Linked DNA regions of Mus musculus: region 2 is linked to region 1. Evidence: chromatin contacts called from public HiChIP or PLAC-seq data. All regions are on one chromosome and are shown on one strand. The core of a region is the stretch at or near the end of the contact, and the rest is flanking DNA. Distances in the headings are between cores, read along the strand shown. Region 1 overlaps Atrnl1 (attractin like 1). Region 2 overlaps 1810007D17Rik (RIKEN cDNA 1810007D17 gene).

Evidence for each region. HiChIP or PLAC-seq counts read pairs in DNA pulled down with a chosen protein or histone mark.
Region 2: a contact with region 1 is called in a FOXA1 HiChIP or PLAC-seq map of pancreatic cancer cells. The contact joins two enhancer-like sites. A contact is called at or near these places in 1 of 39 promoter capture datasets (the 3T3-L1 cell line), 1 of 484 Hi-C or Micro-C datasets (embryonic stem cells), 1 of 115 datasets of contacts at active chromatin or transcription factors (pancreatic cancer cells) and 1 of 9 other capture datasets (embryonic stem cells).

Annotation. Positions count from the first base shown.
Region 1 is chr19:58,101,543-58,108,594 of GRCm38.p6, reverse strand. The region is part of intron 28 of Atrnl1 (attractin like 1); the gene reads right to left. Among named protein-coding and RNA genes, the nearest start is that of Gm50287, 5.2 kb to the right of the region's middle. Within about 2 kb of position 3,839, at least 125 of the 459 cell types and tissues checked have an H3K27ac peak or open chromatin away from gene starts, as enhancers often do. A contact at or near this core is called in pancreatic cancer cells, where this site is marked.
Region 2 is chr19:58,613,241-58,620,292 of GRCm38.p6, reverse strand. All of the region lies in intron 1 of 1810007D17Rik (RIKEN cDNA 1810007D17 gene), which reads right to left. Among named protein-coding and RNA genes, the nearest start is that of 1810007D17Rik, 10 kb to the right of the region's middle. Within about 2 kb of position 3,467, at least 15 of the 459 cell types and tissues checked have an H3K27ac peak or open chromatin away from gene starts, as enhancers often do. A contact at or near this core is called in pancreatic cancer cells, where this site is marked.

The sequences.
Region 1 (7,052 bases), core at 2,590-5,089:
GCTTCCAGGCAGCAGCCTCTGCCAGCACCAAGTCCCTGGTAACATGGCACACGGAAAAGCAGGATGTCTGCCTGTGGCTTAACCCCAAAGAAGTTTTCTAATGGTACATTTATGAATTCTAATAAACATGGAAGTACAGGTTGGAAATCAGTACAGAACCAAGACTTGGTCAGAGGCCCTTCTCACGCACATGTGTCTATTCACACAAAATCCACTGCGTGAAGGATAGCTAAAACCATATTCTCACCTTTTTCCTACGAGTTCACGTTCTAGGTTATATTGCAACCATCTCTGACTTTGGGCAGTGTTGGGGTACATCCGATAGGCTGAGACTATTTCAATCAAAAGGTCTCTGGGAGTCCAAGCTACATGGACTTGACTTGCTGTGTGGAGCAGCAGCCACAGCCCATCAAACTTTGTGCAAATGTAATCTACAGTTGACAATTGTGATTGGGCCACGGTGAAATCTGGGGGAGCTCAGGAGACTGAAATGTGGGGTTGTTGCCCCCCAGCGCCCACAATCAAGTTGCTGGAACAGTTCAGGCGAGGAGGCTGCCCTCTTAAACGCCCATTCGAACTGAAGAGTCCTCTGGAAAAACTCGAAGGAGCTGACTCACTAATGTGCAGCCAACACTTTAACAAGTACTTTAAACGATGCTCGGCTTTGAACGGATAATTGGCCCCATTCTTCCCTCCCCGTGTCTGTGGCTCCCGTTGAAATCAATGAGTATTGCATATTCAAAAGGGACAGAGAGAACAAAGTTGTAGGTTGAATTAATGGGATAAAGGACTGCAGAGCCCTTAAAGCTTGTGCAATTAAATCGTGGCCTCACACAATTCTCCAGGGTCACCAGCAATTTGCTGGCCTAGGAAAGCCAGCTGACTTTCCATTCAGAGGTGTCACAGTTTATAGAATGCATTTCCTTAGACATCGACACATGGCCATTCTCAGCTCAGAATCTACCTTCTCATTCTGTCCCTTTAGAATTTGATGTCCTGGAGTCTGGGATTCACTCACATGCCCTTAGCCCCAGTTGCACTCACCAGTTACTACAGAGGCACTGTGTCCACTGCGAGGTCACAAGCATGTGAGCACCTGCGATTATCTTATTTTCCTATACAAGCTTTATGCAATATACATACCAAATTAAATATGTATTATTTACCTCATATGTAATGCTTCATTATATACAGTTTTTTTAATCGTCTGCAGAAAGCTGTAACTAGCAAGGACTCTGTCACGTCTATCACTATATTCTCAATATTTGATTTGATTGTAACTACCAAACATTTGTAATCAACAAAATATTTTTCAATATCTTCTGCTGGATAGTCACAAAGCCATAAGAATATTTCAATATTTGCCTAAGCAATTCCTCTTTTTGGAACAAAGAGAAAGAAGGTAGCATTTATGAACTCGCTTTTATATGTTAATTTCTCTCCAAGTGCTTTCCTTTTCTAATGAATTCTCAGTGGTGGAGCGGGATGCCTTGTTTTATTATTTATTTATTTATTTTAGAGTTACGAAATTGAAAGCTCTAGAGAGATTATGTGCCAAAGAATGACCCAGAACCAGGAAGTAGAAGAGCTGAGCTCTGAACCTTCTGACTCCCTTCCCCCTCAATGAGTTTGTCTTCAGAGACAGGAAAACTAAGTATGAGAAATTCAGTCGGTAGGAATGAGAGATGAGAATGGTAGCTCACCCTGGTCTACAACTGCGCTGAAAGTGAGCATCGAGGAGCCAGAAGCTTGGGGCTGCCTCTTCAGAAGTCCACAGGCAGCTGGAGGGCTGAAGGTGACTCTGTGGATTGTGACAGCAGGAGCCCTCAAGCTGGGACCTCACGTGTCACACACATCTCCATTTGCTTTGACAACTGCTGCCTATTCCAGACACACCAGTCCCTGCTTTTTGGTGGGCATGATCTCAGAGCCCAACATCCCCACACCCTTGGGGTCCATGCCCCATGTTTCCCTCTCCCTGGTCCACCCACCTTGTGCTATCTTACTTCCCTCAAAAGAGCATCCCGACCTCGTTCTGGTGTGTCTCAGAAGCCAGGCTCATTCTCAAAGTACTTTGAACTTTATACCTGAAACTTGAACCAAGGTAAGAATCATGGTGGTTTGGGTAGCCAAGAGCAGGCTGGTTATCTGTGACAACTGTGCACCATTACTGCATCTGATCTGGGCCTGCTGTGCTAGCTAAGAGCCCTCAACCCTGAATGCCTCAGCCTCACTCACTGGCCTGTGTTGGGCACGCCGGGGAGAGAAGAGACCTCATTCTGGCATTGGGATTGGGAAGGCTGTAAGGGGCAGAGGACGAACAGATCCTTCTGCTGACTGATTGCTCTTCATCTGGTGTTGTGCTAGCTGAATCCTTTACCAGCATCAATCCATCTGATCGTCCCATGGCCCCTCCTGGCCCCTTTGGGATTTGGGTTACTGTCCTCATTGGTAGGATGGATAGTACGGCTTCAGGGCAGTTAAGCACCTTTTACTAAAGACAGTAGTGCCTAAAGAGCCTGGGTGACTCTCTAGCCATCTCTGGAGATGTTAGTAAGGAGACATCTGTAAATTAGGTGATTGGGACTGTGTTTATGACACTGATGTTGAGGGGGATAGAGCATCCTGTCTGTGGAAAGGAAAGAGATTAGGAACCCATTAAATACCATTTTATAAATCTACTGCGGGTAAGCTTGTAAGGCTCTTAGTGCATCAGCCCTCACACCACCAGCTCCCCCTCTCGAGTGCCACGCTCTGGCCACACCAAAAGCTTCCCCCTTCTCTCGAGTGCCACACTCTGGCCACAGACAATGCTTCTTAGAGTCTTTTCCTCAGTATCTCTCATCTCTGCAAAGGTGAGTGAATGTGGGGTCACTGGGAGATCTGGCCAGTCCAGTGAGCCTGCTACAGACACACGGTTGGTGAGTGACAGCAGCCAGCACTCTGTCCTCAGCCCCAGGCCCTTCCTGCCTTGGCTGCCCTCTCAGGTAGAAAAGGCCCAGGCATTTCCCCATTGCTACTGTACGAAGCAGGACTGTCTTCCCCCATCATTTTTGGTGGACTGTGCCTTGACATTTCCCCGGGGTTTCACATACCTCGTGCATCATTATGCTGCCTCCTAAAGCTATGTGACATTCCATGTAGATTTTCTGTTACTTATCAAGTTCACAGCTCTCCTATTATAAATAATGCTGATTTGACCTCCCCAGTTTATGAGTATTGGACCAAATTTCTGTTCATTTTCCTCAGGTGGATTCCTATGAAACCCACGGAGCCTGTGAGCCAAGGCTCTTGAGAAGCGCAGTCCAGTCAGGTTTACCAGAAGACGCCACGCCATCATCACAAGGCCTTTCACGTGTACAGCGACAGTCAATCCTGCACTAACTTGGCCGTTCTGAGTGTTATTATTATTTTAGTATGTATAATCAACTACTAATTAGGCCATAGGAATCTCACTATTTTATTAGTTGTTACTTTATCAATGGCTTCTTTATATGTTTTTTTCTCTTGCATATTGATAAGCTAGCTTATCTTCATTGATGTTCATGAGCTTTTCCTACCATAGAACAACCATCTTCTTTGTCTGTAGTGTTCCCTGGCTTCCCTGCTTGCTCTGGCTGTCTTTTTGCTCTTTTGATTAGTAAGAGTTGGCTTCTAGAGCCAGGCTGCATGTCTCCTACAGTTCTCCAAGCCAAATGCTTCCTGTTACCCGCAATGGGTGGCAAGCGGTTGCAGTCAGACTGAATCATTTAATAGTCTTATGTTAGCACATGGTGTGGTGGTGTGAAAAACAGCAGAGAGGAAGCACACCATGCGGGGCTCTGCTAAGGTATGCAGAGGCAGGAAATGAGTCACGGATGACTTTCCAGGCTTCCAGCTTTCCGACAGAGCACACAGACAGGTCCCCGAGTGTTAGGCTGCTCAGTAAGGAGGGCAAGAGGGTGGGGGCTCAGGGTGAGGCTGGCAAAGCAAAGGCCGGAGGCACCCTGAGCTCAGTCCCTCACACTGGTAACTGCACATCTCTCATGCTGTCTGCACAGGGCTTGTGCAAGATGGGCCATCAGCGGGATGTCCACTTTCCCCACACCCACTGACTCTGTAGTTTAGTGTAGTTGCTTTCTTCGATTAATTAACTGGGCCTCAGTTTTATCACCTATAAAGCAAGCATGAGGCTGTGACGAGAAAATAAGGTTGCTCTCATGTTATATATGAAGAAACAGGCACAAGAGACAGGGATTTTTATGAGTGTATCACAGCCAGTCACTCTGGTTAGCTCAGAAGCCAGTGAGTGTGGGAATGAAACTGGATACGGTCCGTGGGGGCTGCCAAGACGACGCAGAACGGAGAGTGCTTGCCCATAAGCTTGAAGACCCCTCAGACCCCACATAGAGGTGGAAGGGGAGGACCAGGTCCGCACAGCTGCCCTCCGACCTCCCACGTGCTCAATGGCCCCATCCCCTTACATCACACACACATGCAATAATAAATTTGAAAAAAAGAACATAAGAAAATGGCTTGTGCATTTTGATAAAAAAGTATTGCTATATTCAGTATCTTAAGACTGAAAAACCAAACCAAACCAAACCACCAGCAGCAGCAGCAGCAGCAGCAAGAAAACCCACTAGCATGCAGGACTAGAATTTAAAGCCCAGCCATTGGCCTGGCTTCTTCTCATTCAGATGTCTAACAACTCATTTGACGTCCACGGTGAGCAGTACCCGCACTGAGCCAAGTAAGAATCTTGACAAAAGTCTGCTGGAAAGTTTGTTGCATTTGCCCACCCCAATAGTGCACTTAAGGCTGGCATATGACACTATCAATGGCCTTTCCCTGCCGTGTGTGTTGGGTGTGGTGGCTTCTCAGATGCGATCTGAGCACTGGCAATGGGCAGGAGCCACCTGTGTGTGAGGAGAGGATGGGACGGAGGACAGGAGTGAGGAGGGGGTTGTGGCTTGGCTCCTGGACTTGATGAACAGTGGCCTGGAGGTGGGAAGGGGTGTGGTTTCTCTGAATGGCGCTGGTGAGAATCACTGTCACAAGAGGCCCTCAACACAACTCTTGAAGTAAGAAGCCCATGCAAAGTGCATGGGGACAAAGGATGAGCCTGCGTTGTTAACCACACCCCTGCCCCTGGCTCACACCCTCTGCAGAGGGCTTTCATGGCCATGTGGTCTTGTGGATGGAAGCGGTTTGGGAGGATGTTCTGGCAGTTGCCCTTTTGGCTCGATTTAGATGCTTCTGTTGGGCAGCGGGTACTTAGGCATCAAGTGAGTGGGATCAGGCAGCTTTAGCAGTGCCAAGCCTTGCCCAGAGATAAGATGGCAGGTCTTCGTGGTCCTCACCCCACTCCCACAGGTGGTAATACCCAGGCAGAAGCTGACTTTCCAGTTCTTCACACACTCTCAAGGGCCACAGACCAAGCAGGAACTCCCCTAACCTGCGTTCTCCCATCGACGTCACTTAGGGAAGATCATGTTTAATGATGCTTAAAGTATCCTTTGGGCCCCATGATCTCTGCTTAACTACACTCTAAACAGAAATATACATTCTAATCAAAAAAAATTAAATACATTCAGTGCATACTTTTGTTCTTTCCCAAGGTAAGATGATTCTCCCTGGAAATTCGAGAGCATCAGTCTGATATTGTTTGACATCTGTCTGACCCATCTCTACCCATTTTAAAAGCTCAGTAAAGTGATAAAATTCCTGATCATGCATAGTCATCTCCTCTCTTCAGCACACCTGGAGTCTTCCAGGCAGACGTGGTTGGAGGGCTGCACATGCTGCAAGCCCTAGGGGATGGCCTGGAGGGGGGAGGAGGGCAGGAGACAGGTCCTAATTCTGAGATCCTTGCATACTGTTGCACTTAGCCTTCATCCTATGGTTTGTGTAGGGTGGCCCTGGTGAGTTTTAGAACTAAGTATGTGTGAGCAAAAACTGGAGGGCAATTCTGGTTCCCAGAGTGGAGCGGCCTTCTCTGTTTGTGTCTTATATATAAAGCAACTGAGGCAGAGGGGATACAGAGATGTATCCATATGAGAGCTACAGAGTGGCAGATTTGACTGGTAACTGTCACACAGCTGACTTCAAAACCAGCAACTAAGAGAAACAAGGAAACCTGGGCAGGAGACTGGGCACACGTCAGAGAGGGAGAGAGAGCAAGAGAGAGCGAGAGAGCGCGCTCAGTGTCAAAGTCTGGAAAGGGTTGCTTGAATGAAGCCATTTTCTTTAAAAAAAATCTGAATCAAAGTATGGTAGTGTAAACAGAGAGGTAATGATGGGAAAGAAACGTGTGCGAGGAGACAGAGACCAACCCTGACCCTCCCTCTTCCTCTGGCATAGCCAGAACCCCACATACCCTGCTCCCTCACACCGAAGATTTATTCCACAGGGAAAAAAAAACAGCCAGTGAATCAAATAGCTTCCTTATCATTAGGTTCAAGAGAAAAAGGAGAATCAGTGGGGGAGAGGCAGCCAGCGAGAGGGAGGGTGTGTGTACATCAGAGAGGTCTTGGGGAGCCATGAGATGAGTGGACAGATGTGCCTCTGCGTGTCTCTCGCTCACAGAGTGCACTTGGCCGTTGCTTAGGTGTCCTGAGGAATAGTCACCTGGAATTTGCTAAGCGTGTCCGTGGTGGGCAGAATCATATCCCTTCTCCACTCTGCAGGTGCACACACGGATCCTTGGGACTTTCCCAGCAAAGGGACAGCTACAGAAGCGATTGCAGTAAATACCGTGAAGTGGGGAGCCAATCCCACATTGTAGGGGCAGGCCTCAGATAACCACATAGGTCCTTACAAGTGGAAGGAGGAGGCAGAGGCAGGTGAGCTACACTGAGCCAGACATTGATGGCCTTGAGGATGAAGGAAGGAGGCTGTGGGTCAAGGGATGCAGGAAGCTTCCAATGCTGAAGGACAAGGGAAAGTGCGTGCCTAAGTGCACCAGGAAGCAGCACAAGCCCTACCCTCAGAACCCAGCTAGGTCAGAGAGGAGCCACAGGTGCAGAATAAAGGGTTTCAGCTGAGGGCTCTGGTCTGAGGGATTTGCATAA
Region 2 (7,052 bases), core at 2,218-4,717, 510 kb before region 1:
TCCTAACAAGAGAAGGGACCTACTTTGTTTTGTAACCCTCCTGGATGAGAGGAAGCCTGATCATGTGACTTGCTTTGATCAACAGGTGCTAGAGGGGACAATTCTGTGCAAATTCTAGGTGTGTGTGTGTACATGTCCGTGTGTCTATGTTTGTATATATCTATATGCATCTGTGTGTGTCTGTGTATATCTCTGTGTGTGTCTGTTTATCTTTCTGTGTGTCTATGTTTACCTGTGTTCTATGTGTATGCCTGTGTGTCTGTCTTTGCATGTGTGTCTGTTTATGTGTGTCTGTGTGTATCTGTGTGTTTGTGTGTCTGTGTGTATCTGTGTTTGTGTGTCTATGTGTATCTGAATGTTTGTATCTTTCTGTGTGTATATACATGTGTGTGTGTCCATGTGTATCTATGTGTGTGCTTGTATGTCTCTGTGTCTGTGTCTGTCTCTCTGTGTGTTTATCTGTGTTTGTGTGACTGTGTATATCTGTATGTTTGCACCTCTCTCTCTCTCTCTCTCTCTCTCTCTCTCTGTGTGTGTGTGTGTGTGTGTGTGTGTGTGTATTTGGTTTTGGTTGACAGGATTTATCTCAACTGCACATTGCAGCTCATCATAGAAAGAAATTGGAGACTGGAACGGGAGGCAAGAACTAAAACAAACCCACAGAGGAACAAACACTGCTTACTGGCCTGCTTCCCATGGCTTGCTTAGTTAGTTTGATTTCTTATAAAATCCAAGATTCTTACACGCGTTCTCACGACCAGCCAGGAAGAACGCAACAAACCGGAATCTTCTGCGGCAAAGCTTTATTGCTTACATCTTCAGGAGCCAGAGAGCAAGAGAGCAAGAGAGCAAGAGCTCTATTGCTTACATCTTTAGGAGCCAGAGCGCAAGAGCGCAAGAGCGCAAGAGCGCAAGAGTGCAAGAGAGCAAGAGCCAGAGCAAGAGAGAGAATGGCAAAACCCCATCCCTTTTTAAGGAGAATTATCCTCCGCCTAGGACGTGTCACTCCCTGATTGGCTGCAGCCCATCGGCCGAGTTGTCGTCACGGGGAGGGCAGAGCACATGGGGTGGAGAACTACCCTTGGCACATGCGCAGATTATTTGTTTACCACTTAGAACACAGGATGTCAGCGCCATCTTGCAACGGCGAATGTGAGGGCGGCTTCCCATACAAGATGACCTGCCCAGGGGATGGTGCCACCCACAGTGGGCCAGGTGCTCCCACCTCAATCATTAATCAAGAAAATGCCCTACAGATATACCCAGAGCCAAACTGATGGAGGCAGCTCTTCAAGTGGGGCTTACTCTTCCAGGGTTTCTCTAGTTTTTGTTGGGTTAACCAAGAGTAAATCTCACAGTGTGTATTGTGTACTTGTATGCTGATGCCTGCTTAGTGTGTATTCATTTGGAGGACAAAGGACAACCTTGAGTGTTTTGTGACAGAGTTTCTCGATGTTCTAGAATTTGGAAAGTAAGCTGGATTGGATGTCCTAAAGCCTCAGTGTCTGTCTGTCTTGCCTACCTGGCACTGGGATGACCAGTGTGTGTGTCATGTATGACCTTTTTATACGGACTCTGGGATTTGAACTCAAGTCCCCGTGCTTATAGGCAAGCACTTTACCATCTTTGCCTTCTCCCTATCCCCAGGCTTCAGACTTAAGGGGCCTTTGTACATCCAATCTCTCTCTCTCTCAGAACCAGTTGCTATCGGCTGGAGAGATGGCTCAGTGGAAAAGAGTTGAGTCTGGTTCTGAGCACCCACATCAGGTGCCTTATAAGTGCCTATAACTCCAGCTCCAAGAGATTTGATGCCCTTTTCTGGTCTCCAGGGGACCCTGTACACAAGTGACAAACATTCACACACACACATAAATAAATAGATAAATATAATTATGAAATAAGAAAGAACCAGTTGCCATGCAGAGAAATCCAGATTAGGCAGAAGTGATGATTTATAAGGATAATACCAGCACTTAAGAAGCTGAGGCAGAAGGATTACTGTGAGTTCAATGCGAGTTTGTATTATATAGTGCAGAAATCATGAGAGAGGAGTCCCCTGGCTCCAGATATGGATAGCCATCTTGGCCCCTCACACCCAGCTTCGCATACAGTAGCTCTCAGCTCTCTGCACCATATAAATGACTCCAACTGATATAATAGAGTTTTAGCATAATTTGCCAGAACGTTAATCTCAGAACCACAGGCATTAAAACAATTGTTGTTTTAAGCAAATAATCAATACACAACCAGGGTAGTATGATTTCAAAAATGCAATGTGGTTATAAAATATAATCGGTATGTGTTGTAGCTTATCAAAAGACCCTCACTCACAAAGACCACAGAGATCGCCATTGTTGCAAAATGCATGAGGATCTTACTTATCCAACATGTTGGGGAACCCCCTCTCAGCACGCAGGCTGGAGGAGAGACCCAGAACAAAGAAAGAACACACTTTTTATACCTTTGTAAGGGCCAGATATAGGCACTAGGGTAGTTTGGCTTATTTTAATTGGTATAGCCAATAACCTTCTTAGACATTGGTTGATTTGTATAGGGTGACCCTCATTTTGTCTGTCCTTGTGGTTTTTAGTGTGAGGCAGGGCAGGGGAATTGTTACTCTTGTTCTGGCAGCTGTAAAGTTAGTCATTTTGACCGTTAAATCTATGTTTCTATATTTGTTTAGTTAGTCAGCTTCTTTACCTGGCTCTGTACTTGGCCTGCTAGTACAGTTTGGAAACGCCTTTTGAAGAGGGAAGGTACTGGGTAGTCTTGAATTTATTTTGGATGTTACATATATTCTTTCCTTAAGTAGGTATGTTCCAATATTTAATATTATTACTTTTAAGTTTTATTTATGTGCTTATCTGCATGTGTCTTGGTCCTCTGGAAGAGCTCGCTGCAAGTGTTCTTGACCACTGAACCATCTCTCCAGCCTCTCAGTCTGGATTCTCCTACATTAGGCATATGGCTTAGGCTTAGACAAAATGGTTTGGTGCCTTATAGTGAACTACTAATTTTTTTTTTTAAAGCAGTGGCTTCTTAGTAAAAGGGAATATCCTGGAGTCTAAAACTCACCCAGAGGCTTGCTGTGAATGATTGATGTGCTTTTAATCTGGTGGCGCAGGAAAGGGTATGCCATCTTCCAATGACAGCTTATGATAAATGTGCTTTCTCTGAATTAATCCTTTATAGAATTTCCAAATACCTGTGCATACTTCTTAATATGATTATGTACAGAAGTCTTATGCTTGATATTTGACCCTAACTGAAAAAGAGTTTAAGCCAATAATATGAAAAATAATGTTTTGCAGTAGGCTATTCTTTTGTGTGTTTGCTTTTGTTGCTGTGATAAAGCACTTACTAAAACCAACTTCGGGTAGAAAAAGTGTATTTGCTTATAGCTCATGACTCATTGCTGCGGGAGAGTTTCTGCTAAGCAAACATTCAAGGCTGGGACTGAAGCAGAGCCGGTGGATGAGTCCTGCTCACTGGCTTATTCCCCTGGCTTGCTCAGCTACCTTTCCTACATAGCCCAGGACTACCTGCCCATGGATGGCCCCGCCCACAGTGGAATGGCCCCTCCCACATCAATCAGAGATCAAATGAATGCCGCACAATGTGCCGATAGCCCCATCATACCGAGGTTCCCACTTCCCAGGGGACTCAGGCTTGTGTCAAGTTGGGTCTAGCACTGTCTTGTTTTGAGTTGTGGTTGTGCTGTTGGTTATTTTTCAGCTGCTTCTCACTGGACTGTTTTTATTTAGGCTTTTGCCTTGTTTTGTTCCTTTTTTTTTAAATAAATTGTTTTATTTATTTATTTATTTATTTATTTATTTATTTATTATTATATGTAAGTACACTGTAGCTGTCTTCAGACAAACCAGAAGAGGGTGTCAGATCTCATTACGGATGGTTGTGAGCCACCATGTGGTTGCTGGGATTTGAACTCTGGACCTTCGGAAGAGCAGTCAGGTGCTCTTACCCACTGAGCCATCTCACCAGCCCCCTGTTTTGTTCTTTTAAACAACAAACGTTGGCAAAGATGGAGAATTTGAACTCGTGTGGACTGTGGTAGGTTCAGAAGTGGTTCGATCATTGGGGGAAACATGCAGCTCTTCAGAAATATAAACTAAAAAATAGAATCACCCTTTGATCCAACAAACTTACCAAAGTGTTTACACAGGAGAATTCAAAGCACAAACTTATCTGAGTGGTGGTGGCACCTGCCTTTAGTCCCAGCACTCAGGAGGCGGAGGTGGATTTCTGAGTTTGAGACCAGCCTGTTCTACAGTGTGAGTTTCAGGACAGCCAGTGCTACTACACAGAGAAACTCTGTCTTGACAACAACAACAACAACAACAACCCAAAAAAAATCGCAGTAGAAATGAAGAAAAACTTATATGCCTACATTCACAGCATCATTATTAATTAAAAAACAAAACAAACAAACAAAAAATACAAAAAGAAAAAAACCTAGAAATGTCCCAAAAGTTTACTACCAGAAAAAATGGAGACACAAAACAGAAAATCGTTCTCCATTAAGGAAAAAGGACAATTTCTAACATATTTCTATAATGTAGATAAATTCTGAGGACACGATAAGTGAAATAAGGCACAGACAATCACTGGGTAATTCTGCCCTATAAGAGCCCTAAAGTAAGGCCTGCAGCCGCAGATACAGAACCAGTCCAGGTATCCATCAGTAGATAAATGGATGAAGAAAATGTGATGTATAATGCAATGGGTTTTCTGCAGCCATAAAGAAAAAGGAAACCATGACACTGTACGGAGATACACGTGACTGAATCCCGGGGCGCTCCACGTCCACTCTACCCCAATCCTGGGGCGCTCCAGGTCCACTTTGCCCCAAACCCCTCACTCTTCAACCCTGGGCCCAAACACAGGCCATTCTAATCAACAAAGAGCTAATCCATCAAACACATTAACACTTCAGCTCTCAGGAGCCTTTAGCATATCTTTACTTAGCTCACAGCATCTCACTGCCCAAGCTCTAGGATCGATAGAAAAACCGACAGCCATTTTTTTTTTTTTCCTTCAAATAAGAGGAAGGCCTCATTCAGCCCAAGTTCAACTCTGTACGGACTCCTTATACCCCAGCCTTCCCGAGCAGACAGGAAGGTGAGACACAGGGAGACACTGTGAGAATGTGGTCCCGGATCTCAGGCTGACCGACCCGACCCTTGTGAGAACTGCAAGTCTAGCGCTCTTGACATTGTTCACATGCTGCCTCGCCTTTTCTTCACAGTGCTGGTCCCTGGACGGAACTTTCTTGCGCCCCTGTTTACGTGTTTGTACTTGTTTCTAGCTACAGTGAGTACTTAATCAAAGTGGGAACTGTGTGGCTCAGGAATCTTCATCTTCGATGCCTGGGAGTGTCTGGCCCACAGCAATCAGACTACATTGCTGTTTCATTGAACCCTCCCTGCAGATAGACAGAGGTTAGCCATCTTTAGATTAAACTGCAGTGGGAAATTCCTTTGCGGTGGAACATTTTGCAGAACGGCGGACATCTGAAGTATAGCCCTCATTAAGCAGCAAGGTCTGTGTTATTTTTTTAGACAATGTAGGTTCAAGTGTCTTGACAGGCCTATAAATTAACTACTTCACTGCCACAGACCCCACCTTCTATGGGAAATGCATTTCATGTTCTATGCAACTAATATTGCGGAGATAGAGAAAGAAAAAGACCTCCGAAGGTCCATTAACAATACGATAAAATCTGAGACAGTTCAGCTCCTGCCCGAGGCAGAGCTTGGAAGGACTTTTCTGAGGAGCCTGTGTAGACTCACTGCCAGCAAGAGGTGCCTCATATAACCACAGGCTCCTTTATGAGAGGAGAGGCTGTCACCATACACTCACGTGGTTAGTGTTCACACGCTCAGTACTTGTCTAATAAAAACCTAAGGATGTCCAGAATTCTGGGTGGTACAAAACCAATTAAATGTATTTTTTAAAAGCTTCATCTCTTCTTATCACAAGACTATAAACAATAATTAATAAGAAACCATCCCAGGTGAACAACAGGAGACACTGCTTACAGTATGAGTGCTTTCTAGAAAATCCTTAATAAAGACAAATTTAATTTAGTTTATCTATTTTACTTGTAGAAACATCTGGCACAAAGCTTTCTTATAGATATTAAAGAAAACCAGTGTCTCACGGTTAACTTCACAAAATAATACTAATCAATATTGAGGAAATACAAGCTACACTTTTCCTGATGCCCCCTGCCCTGCCCAGAGTGACTTACTTAGCCCTCAGGAGGCAGCTACTAATGTTATATTTACTTTTATAAATATTTGCTAATGACATTATCAGTGTGTAAATTGTGAGTACCAGGTAGAAACGAATTTCATGTGAAAATACTCATTAAATATCTTCTAGAAAATTGAGAATTTATCCAAGAACGGTTATGAAAAACTACTCTCATGCCAGGTGTGGTATCACATGTCCTTAATCCCAGCATTTACGAGGCAGAGGCAGGAGGATCTCTGTGAGTTCAGGGCTAACCTGGTCTATATAGTGAGTTCCAGGTCAGTCAGGGATATGCAGTGAGACCCTGTCTACAAATCAAACAAAAAGTGAAAATTTAATCCCATTGTAATCTATGCAGTTCATACCAAAGAACTTAAATGAGGAACAAGTAACTAATTTGAGCCTGAGGATCTAGATAATGGAGATAACCAAATAGGCACACTTGTCACCGTGAGTGTGTGTGTTTGCTGGTTGCTCTGATGGTGTAGGCACACTTGTCACGGGGTGTGTGTGTGTGTGTGTTTGCTGGTTGCTGTGATGGTGTAGGCACACTTGTCACGGTGTGTGTGTGTGTGTGTGTGTGTGTGTTTGCTGGTTGCTGTGATGGTGTAGGCACACTTGTCACGGTGTGTGTGGAGGTCAGGGATCAACTTTCAGGAGTCAGTGCTTTTCCCCCACTGTGTGTTTGTAGCTTGTATGATACAAGTCCCAGATAAAAAGCAGGTTAGAGATGAAACGGTTTATCTTGGCTTCTGGTTCCAGAAGGATAGCGCTCA